2 separate regions of the Sus scrofa genome follow, and region 1 is linked to region 2. A link is a contact called in public HiChIP or PLAC-seq data. All regions are on one chromosome and are shown on one strand. Each heading gives the region's core, a stretch centred on a gene start, on an enhancer-like site or on the middle of the called end of the contact. The rest is flanking DNA. Distances are from core to core; before and after follow the strand shown. Region 1 overlaps CCDC186 (coiled-coil domain-containing protein 186). Region 2 overlaps NHLRC2 (NHL repeat containing 2).

What was found. HiChIP or PLAC-seq counts read pairs in DNA pulled down with a chosen protein or histone mark.
Region 1: a contact with region 2 is called in an H3K27ac HiChIP or PLAC-seq map of alveolar macrophages. The contact joins two enhancer-like sites.

What each region holds. Positions count from the first base shown.
Region 1 is chr14:124,490,665-124,495,042 of Sscrofa11.1, reverse strand. It overlaps CCDC186 (coiled-coil domain-containing protein 186), which reads left to right. Exons shown (of 17, transcript XM_001927027.7): 5 at 3,226-3,438; 6 at 4,330-4,378. Among named protein-coding and RNA genes, the nearest start is that of CCDC186, 28 kb to the left of the region's middle. Within about 2 kb of position 1,417, at least 1 of the 83 cell types and tissues checked has an H3K27ac peak or open chromatin away from gene starts, as enhancers often do. A contact at or near this core is called in alveolar macrophages, where this site is marked.
Region 2 is chr14:124,178,516-124,183,002 of Sscrofa11.1, reverse strand. All of the region lies in intron 2 of NHLRC2 (NHL repeat containing 2), which reads right to left. Among named protein-coding and RNA genes, the nearest start is that of NHLRC2, 18 kb to the right of the region's middle. Within about 2 kb of position 3,227, at least 1 of the 83 cell types and tissues checked has an H3K27ac peak or open chromatin away from gene starts, as enhancers often do. A contact at or near this core is called in alveolar macrophages, where this site is marked.

The DNA of each region.
Region 1 (4,378 bases), core at 168-2,667, 310 kb before region 2:
ACCCACTGAGCCACAAGGGAGCGCCACCTGTTCTCTTTTATAACTATTTCCTCCTCACTGTAACCAACACATCAAATTTAAACCCTAAGAAGTAATTTAGTATCCTCCAAATATATCATGCTATCTTCTACTTTAGGCATTTGGACATAATAACCACTCTACTTTGAATTCCTCTCCTTGACTAATTCCTCATATTCTACTGAATCCTACTTAACCTTCAGTGTCTACCTCAAGTATAGCACCTAGTTCACGTGTAGATAGCATCTTTTACCCTTCATGCCAACCCTTTCCAGGATGTGTTAGTATTGTTGTATTTTCAAAGAACTTGTGCATTCATCCACTAGAAATTATATTGTATTATATTACTTGTATGTTATTCTTCCAAAGTAGGAACTATGACTTATTTTTGTATTCCTAAAAGCTAATAAGCATAAAGTTGTCATAAAACCAGATTTCTTTTTAAGTTGACATTATCATTAGTTGACCTTGTCTAAGTAGAATTATTCATTTATCTAAAAATCTAGCTAATTTTCTTAGTTCCACTATAGTTTTGTCAGTCTGTGAGCACATTTAGTCCTCAGAAATCTCTGTCATCTCTATTCCAGTGTTTTCTTTAATTTTTCTTGAAAACTAATGGGGGAAAAAAACCCCAGTGGGATGATTTTAAAAGTACTTATATGTATATGTATAGTATTTTGAGTGGTTACTAGTTGTGCTTATCAGCTGTACCAGGACTTCATGAGACTTTGTCAGTCACTTTTCATCAGAGTGTAGGTTTTTCCACATTCTCCTAACACTGTATGTACTTGTATTGTTATACTATTAGTTGGAGTTTACCACTAGATGCCATTGAAAATTCTTAAAGTTTGGAGCTCCTGTTGTGGCTCAGCGGTTAACAAACCCAACTAGCATCCATGAGGACATGAGTTCAATCCCTGGCCTTGCTCAGTGGGTTAAGGATCCAGCGTTGCTGTGAGCCGTGGTGTAGATTGCAGACACAGCTCAGATCCTGCATTGCTGTGGCTCTGGCATAGGCTGACGGCTACAGCTCTGATTGGACCCCTAGCTGGATCCTCCATATGCTGTGGGTGTGGCCCTAAAAAGATAAAAAGACAACAACAAAAAAATAAATTCCTTAAAAAAAAAATCCTTAAAGTTTAAATGTTCATCTGTTGCTCATAATCGCAAATTACTAGAGAAATGCAGATCAAAACTGCAGTGAGGTAGGTACCACCTCACACCAGTCAGAATGGCCAGCATTAAATCTACAAAGAACAAATATTGGAGGGGTGTAGGGGAAAGGGAACTCTCCTACACATGCAGTGGGAATGTAAATTGGTGCAGCCACAACAGTACCAGAGTTCCTCAAAAATAAAAATAGTTACCATATGATGCAGCAATCCCACTCTTGCACATATATCTAGACAGAACTATAATTTGGAAAGATACATGCACTCTTGTGTTTATAGCAGCACTGTTCACAATAGCCAAGACATGGAAACTGAAATAACCATCAGCAGATGAGTGGTGAAAGATGTGGTGTACACACACACCACACCACACAGAGGGGAATATTACTCAGTCATAAAAAGAATGAAATTTGCAGCAACATGGATGGACCTAGAGATTATCTAGGTTACTGAATGAAGTGAGTCAGAAAGAGACAAATGCTGTATGATGTCACTTAGATGTGGGATCTAAAATATGACGCAAATGGACGTATCTACAAAACAGACTCACAGATAAGAGAACAGGCTTGTGGTTACCAAGAGGGAGGGAAGGATTGGGTGTTTGGTCTCCGCAGATGAGGGCTATGTATATAAAATGAAGAAACACATGATCTTGCTGTATAGTACATGGAACTATGTTCAGCATTCTGTGATAAATCATAATGGAAAAGAATATGAAAAAATATGTATGTGTGTATATATATGTATAATGCATATATATATATATATATATAAGCTGAATCACTGTATAGCAGAAATTAATACAATATTGTAAATCAACTGTAGTTCATTTTTTAAAAAGCAAGAGTGCCAGTGTAAAAATGGATCCATTTTCTATAAAATATGTGCTTCATCCTATTTGCAAACTTACTTAAATGAAGGGCTATCCTTCAAGTTTTCATGTATGAAATTTCAGAATGTGGAAATTGCCTACGGAGCTTATGCCTACAGAGAATTTTAAATGAGTATATAGATGTCATACTTAATCCAATTAGGTATTTCTTATTAAAATGCAAAGTACTTTAGAAAGCTTTTCATATACAGGAAATCAGTGACACTAATTAGAATATCATTTTTGCAAGGAAGCTAAAATTACAGATATTAGAAATTGTCAGCCATACACTCAGGGTCTTGGCAGAAAACAGAAACTGGTAATTTGGGAGACTTTCATAAAAGGACTCTTAATGAGTTATGGGCGAGATTTAGGGAGCCCAACAAGGGAACCTGCATGATCCTGGGGCTCCTCGAGGAGCCATTATTACAATTTGGGCTAAAGGAATAAGGAGAGAGTGCAGGTTAGTCTAACTCAGAGGAGGTAGTTGTATAGAGAGGGCACCTAACAGGAACAGCCAACCTGTGGTGAATCTAGAGGAGCCACATCTCATTCTCTGCCTACCCTCTTGATTTTCTGCTTAGCACTTCCAGTTGTCCAAATCCAACTGGAAGTATGGGGCAAAGAAACTTGTTGGTATGGTCCCTGGTGGACATTTTCCTGGAGTACAGAGTGGACTAGGAAGGAGTGGACAAGCGAATTTGAAAGGATAAACAGAAAATAGCAACCATGTTAGCTAAAGGAAGAGGAATAGGGAAGGGAAGAAGCAAATATTAGTGGTATTGATTTGTTTATTGTATTATTTCTCTATTTTAAAATATTATGACACAGTTCCTGAAGATGTGAGAAAACCAAAATGTACATTGGTGATATTATAGGCAAATATTTAATTTTTTTCTTTTTTATTTGAAAAGGTATAGGCTTTTTTTTTGTTGTTGTTTTTTACCACCCTGCATCATACGGAGTTTCTGGGCCAGGGATTAGATCTAAGTGGCAGTTGCAGCTTATGCCACAGTTACATCAACGCCAGATCTTTTAACCCACTGTACCAGACCGAGATGGAACCTGTGTCCTAGTGCTGCAGAGATGCTACCAATCCCGTTGTGCCACAGCAGGAACTCCAGTAAAAAGTGTGTTTTATTAATGCTGGATATTTTTTCAAAGGCCAGCAAGAAATGTGAAGAGGCACGCCAGGAAAAAGAAGCAATGGTAATGAAGTATGTAAGAGGCGAGAAGGAATCTTTAGACCTTCGAAAGGAAAAAGAGATACTTGAAAAAAAACTTAGAGATGCAAATAAAGAAAATGAGAAAAACACTAACAAAATTAGGCAGCTTTCTCAGGAGAAAGGACGGTTGCACCAGCTATATGAAACAAAGGTATAACTTTTGATATCTTATTTGAAACTTATTCTCTTCCCCCCCTTTGCTTTATTTAATCAAATAATCATAACATGGTTAAATCACTGTTAAACATAAAGATGTTATTATTAGCTTACTTTCAAAGAATGTGAATGCCTTAGTAATTCCAGTGCCATTACCTACCTGCAAAAAATATTTGCTGTGAAAGATGAGAAACTGACACATGTTGTTTATTAGCTCTTTTTTAAAAACTTTCCTTAAAAATCTATATGTTGAAGAAATGACTTTGTGCTTCAAAGGAACGTTTTATTTTAGTAAAAGATACACATGATGGTGTCAAAAATGTGAGTAGTTTTTGAGTCAGAAGTATGATATCACCAGAATCTTAGTGTACATTACTCATCATAGAATAGAATTTATATTTTTCTTATAGAAAAACATGTTCTTCAATGCTTTCCAAGGAGATTTAATTACTGAGCTGTTTAATTACTGAGCTATTCTTGCTGTTAACTAGCAGCCTTATAGCATGGTCTTGTGTCTAGTTGATTATCAATTTAAATTTTAGTTCAGGAATGTTGTCATTGTTGTCAGGAATTCTGAAAAAAACCAGTTTAATTCATATTTCACCTTAGCGTCAGCCACTTGAGAAGAATCAGAAAGGTATGCTTATTACAACATAATGGTTGATTAAAATGTAAATGTTCATCATCTTATGTCTATTAAATTGGATTTATGATTTTACTATCTTCTTATGACTTGAAATTTAAATCAGTTTTGTGGCTTGTAGGCCATAATGTGCTAGCCCCTGAATTTTAATGTTATTGCATTGATTATCTTAAAATACAAAAGATGCACAAATGATTGGTTGGTTGTTTAAATGAAAAATATGACCTTGTGATATTATTTTAGGAAGGTGAAACTACTAGACTCATCAGAGAAATAGACAAATTAAAGGAAG
Region 2 (4,487 bases), core at 1,978-4,477:
TAATACTTTTTTTATATTATAAAAGTACTACTCCCAATTTTTCATAACCTTTTACTATCTGGTCTATCATTTTCAAATGGTATCATTTACTATTTATTACCTATACAATAATCAATAGTCTTCTATTTCCCCTCTTTCTCCCTTTTCCCCCCATCTTTCTTTAGTTGCATTCTTTCTAATTTTGTCAGAATACACGATTTTATATTATCCTTTTACCTTTAGGTGACAGATTGGTGTTTTGTTAAATTAGCTAAATTGGAATTATTTTTCAGTATTCTGTTCCCTGCCTAGTTCTGGGTTATCCTGGACCAAGAGGTATTCTGTGAGCAAACTGGAAGTTGTAAAAGGAAACAGAGGCCATATTCTCTTTTGCTGGAAGATTGGTACAGAGCACCAGGTGCTACTGCAGTTTATACACTCTGCAGCTTGTGTGCTGGTTTACAGGGTAGCAGTTGGGCCCCTTAGCTGCACTAGCTCCTGCCAGATTTCCCAACTCCTGGGCCAGGTGAGTTTTTAGCTCCATGACAGAGGGAACGAACTTACTCTTCTGGTCACCTCGTTACTTAAGTTGGAAGCTTTCATGGGTTCCAGTTCATCCTTCTGAGTTCTAGGGCATGCACGCAGGGTGCAGTTCGCCCTTGCTCTCCCCTATTTCATATCCATCTTTCCTTTTCAAGTGCCTGGCCTGCTGGCTTCAAGTTGAGGCACGTAGACATAGAAGCAACAGCCACATAGAGGCTAGTTAAGCAGCTCCCACAATCACATAAGGTCAAGTGCCTTTTACAAATCTGTATTATTTCTCATTATTCTGAGTGGTCCTTCTCTCATCAAATTCTGACTGATACACCAAAACACCCTAATTGGTCTTAGGTCTACAAATACATGTATTAAGTCTTCATTCATCCATTTGGAGTTTCTTTAATCACACTTGGATAGAATTCTCCCTTAAGATTCACCAGAAACGGAACATGTGCACAGTATTCTCTGAGTTCACAGACATTCAAAACTATTTTCTTATAATCCTGATTGATTCTCAAAAGGTAGCTGCTTGGACATAAAATCCTTGGTTTTTACTCTCTTAAGATTCTTGAAAATGTTGTTCCACTGTTGCCTTGCCTTGCACATTATTTGTGAAAAGTCTGTTCTGCCTAATTTACATATCTTTGAAGGTCATCTTTTCCTGGAGGCCCCGAGGACTTTTTTTAAAAAACAATTTTTAAAGTGCAATAGGTCTACTAGAATACTTTTCAGGCTGTTCTTCTGGTTCAACAGAGGAACTCTCTGGTATCCAGCAGGCCCTTTCAATATGGAGATTTAAGGTTCCTTTTATTTTTAGAATGTTTTTTTGGATCCTAATTTTAGATCTTAGTTCTGGTCAATTGTTTTAATTTTCTTCTTTAGTCTCCAAGTAGCCTTATGTTGGACCTCTTCTCTTTATCTTCCAGTTCGATCATTTCCTAACTCTTCTTACTACTCTTTTATTTTAAAAGTTCATTTTCACCCACTGTTTTTACACTCCTGCTTTAGTTCAATGTCCCTCATAAAATTTTCATATGAATTTATTACCCCTTGGGCACCCTGTAATTTAGCCTTAATTTCTAATATAATTATGACCTTTTTCTTCTATTTCTTTTGAGTTCAATCGACATTCATTTCTTCCTTTTTTTTGAGAGGAGAGGGATCCATTTCTGTTCTTAGTTTTAAAATTTCTGATTCAAGCTGTTTTCTCATCATTCCTAAATACTTTAAGAGGATAGGTAATTCGAAACAGAGGACTATGTTATAGTTTTCGTCAATTTTGTGATTGAGAATTTTCATCGGCATTTCAACTCTGAATCACATCTTCAGCTTTTTACAGTTTTATATGGGTGTGATCTTTTTAATAACCCTAATCACTTTGTGGACAAAGCTCCTGGCTTGAGAGTGCCCTCTTCTGACAGTTCCCTTTTTCTGAATTTCATTTTCAGACAGCACCACTGGAAGGAGGAGCTGATGTGTATTTTCTTTTGTTTCTGCAGCATTCTTAACTTTTCCCTCTTATTTTCTTCTTCCCTTCAGGAGACTATCTCCAAGGGAAACCACACACACTTCTATTATCTGAGTCTTTTCAGGAAGCAATGCTTCTCTGAGGCTTCTGTTCCCAGTCCCACACTCTTTCAAGAGCTAGTACTATGTTCTAGGGCATCAATACTAGAGCTGGAGTTGAGTTCTTTTTCTGCAGGTAAGGGGGTTTGTGTTTTGCCCAATTCCTCAGAACCCCTTTTTTTCATGGAGTCTTTTACACCTCCTCCATCCCTGTTCTCAGCACCTGCAAGCTAGCAGCAGCAGGATCTCTCATGGAGATAAGTGTATTTCTCAATTTACGGGTAATCTGAAGGCCATGATATTGTCTCTTAGTATCACTGAACAGAGGATCAAGTGTGGTTTTACTTACTCTCCCTGTTGTTTTTATGTCTAGGGAAGGGGAAAAGGAAAATGGGAAGATTCAAAATTAGGTAGCCACCATTCTCCTCCAAACTTTGAAGCAGTAGAGATACATTCTTAATTTTAACATCAGGTTTACTGGGATATAACTTAAAAGTAATTCTGTACTGTGATAACTCATTAATTGGGTAAATAAATACAACTGAGTCCAAAAACTAGCCACTTACTTACTGGAGAAAAACTAGAAGTTTTCCAATAAGATAAGGAACAAGGCAGAGACACCAACTGTTTCCAATACTATTTAACAATGATGTGGAACAGTGGTTTTAGACAACAAAATTAGATAAGAGTATTTAGATACAGACGTAAGAAATGAAAATTTTCTTTGCAAACAATGTAATAGTATGTTAGGAAAACTCCAGAAAATCAATTATAAAACTAACCCAAATAATAAAAGTCAGGACGCAGTAGAACTGAAAACTGACACACAAAACCCAACAGCCTTTCTATATCTACATAACATCTAGCTGGAGGATACAGTAGTAGACAAAACCCCATTTACAATAAATATGCAGAAACATATGAAAAGGCTTGTTCAACTCCACTCTAAAATGCAATTTAAAACTACACCAAGATACCATTTGTCATATAAAAGGAATACTAGATCAGCAAAAATTTAAAAGTATGTCAACATTTTATTGGAACAGCAATGGGAAAAGAACCACACTCATACACTGCTAGTGAGAATGCAAACTGGTGCAACCCTCCTGGTGTGGAATGTGGCAATATCTAACTAAACTTATGTACATTTAACTTTGACCCAGCAATCCTCACTTCCAAGAATTCATCCTTAAAATACACTATCAGCACTACAAAAATGTATCCATGAGATTATTCATTGTGTGTTAACTGCTAAATATTAGAAACAATATAAGGGCCAATACACAGGATAGGAAAGTGCCTGGATAAATCATGTACACACATACATACACAGGCTAAGTACCATGAAGATGTTAAAAACTACCAGGAAATTCTCTATAAACTTGTGTGGAGTGACTGCCAGGAAAAATGTCTCATGAAAAAACTGAAGTGCATAAAAATGTCAATAGTATGTCACTTTTTAATGTTAAAAAAAATTTGTTTTAAAGAAAAAGAACAGGATGAAAGAATGAGAAGGTAGGAATAAGCAGAAGAGAGGGGTAGATGAAACTATCCTTTCTGCACAGTTCTGACTTTCAGACCATGTTATAATTTTACATACTCGAAAATAAAATCAACCAAAACAGGGAAAGGGGGCTTAAAAATACAAAGAGAAACAAATGAATCTAGCTGTACTTCAAATGAATAGCAAAGCCTCATGGTGGGTGGGAGGGACTAGTTTAAGCAACTTTTAAATTAGTTGGGAGGAACTGGAAGAAAAGACACACCCCAGTAACAGTATGCACATCTAGTGCCCAGATCTTGTTTCTTCAAAATCATTCTTAATATTCAATACTATAAGGAATCAGAACTCCTTAGAGAAATGGCTGATTCAAAGATGGGGCTGGGAAAGTATAAGATGAACCTGGAAATATTTTTGGGGGGAACAAGTCAAGAAGTGCTTAGAGAATAATAAGGACATGTCAAAAGGACACAGGTGATAGCATGAAGGGGATCCATTTAGTCGAATGGGGACAATTTGAAAATCAAAATAAATGACTGTGATGATTTATAACAATGAATCAAAAAGGAATCCATGAGTTGAGTCAAAATATATTTTACATATGTAATATATGTACACAAATATCACATTACATCAAAATACATATATTTTTTCTTCCTGATGAATATACCCCAACACTTCTTTGAAAAAGTGATGACCAAGGTGAGATGTGAATGATGAGAAGATGTTAAACAGTGGAAACAAGGAATAAAGGAGATTATAGGAAGAGAAAACAACACATGCAAGAGGGGACAAGAAAGACTAAAGAAGGTAAGTGACTAAGCTCAGAGAACAAAGGGAAGCATGGGACAAAACAAAAATAAACACAGGATCAACCTGTTTGTTGAGGTAAATCACATTA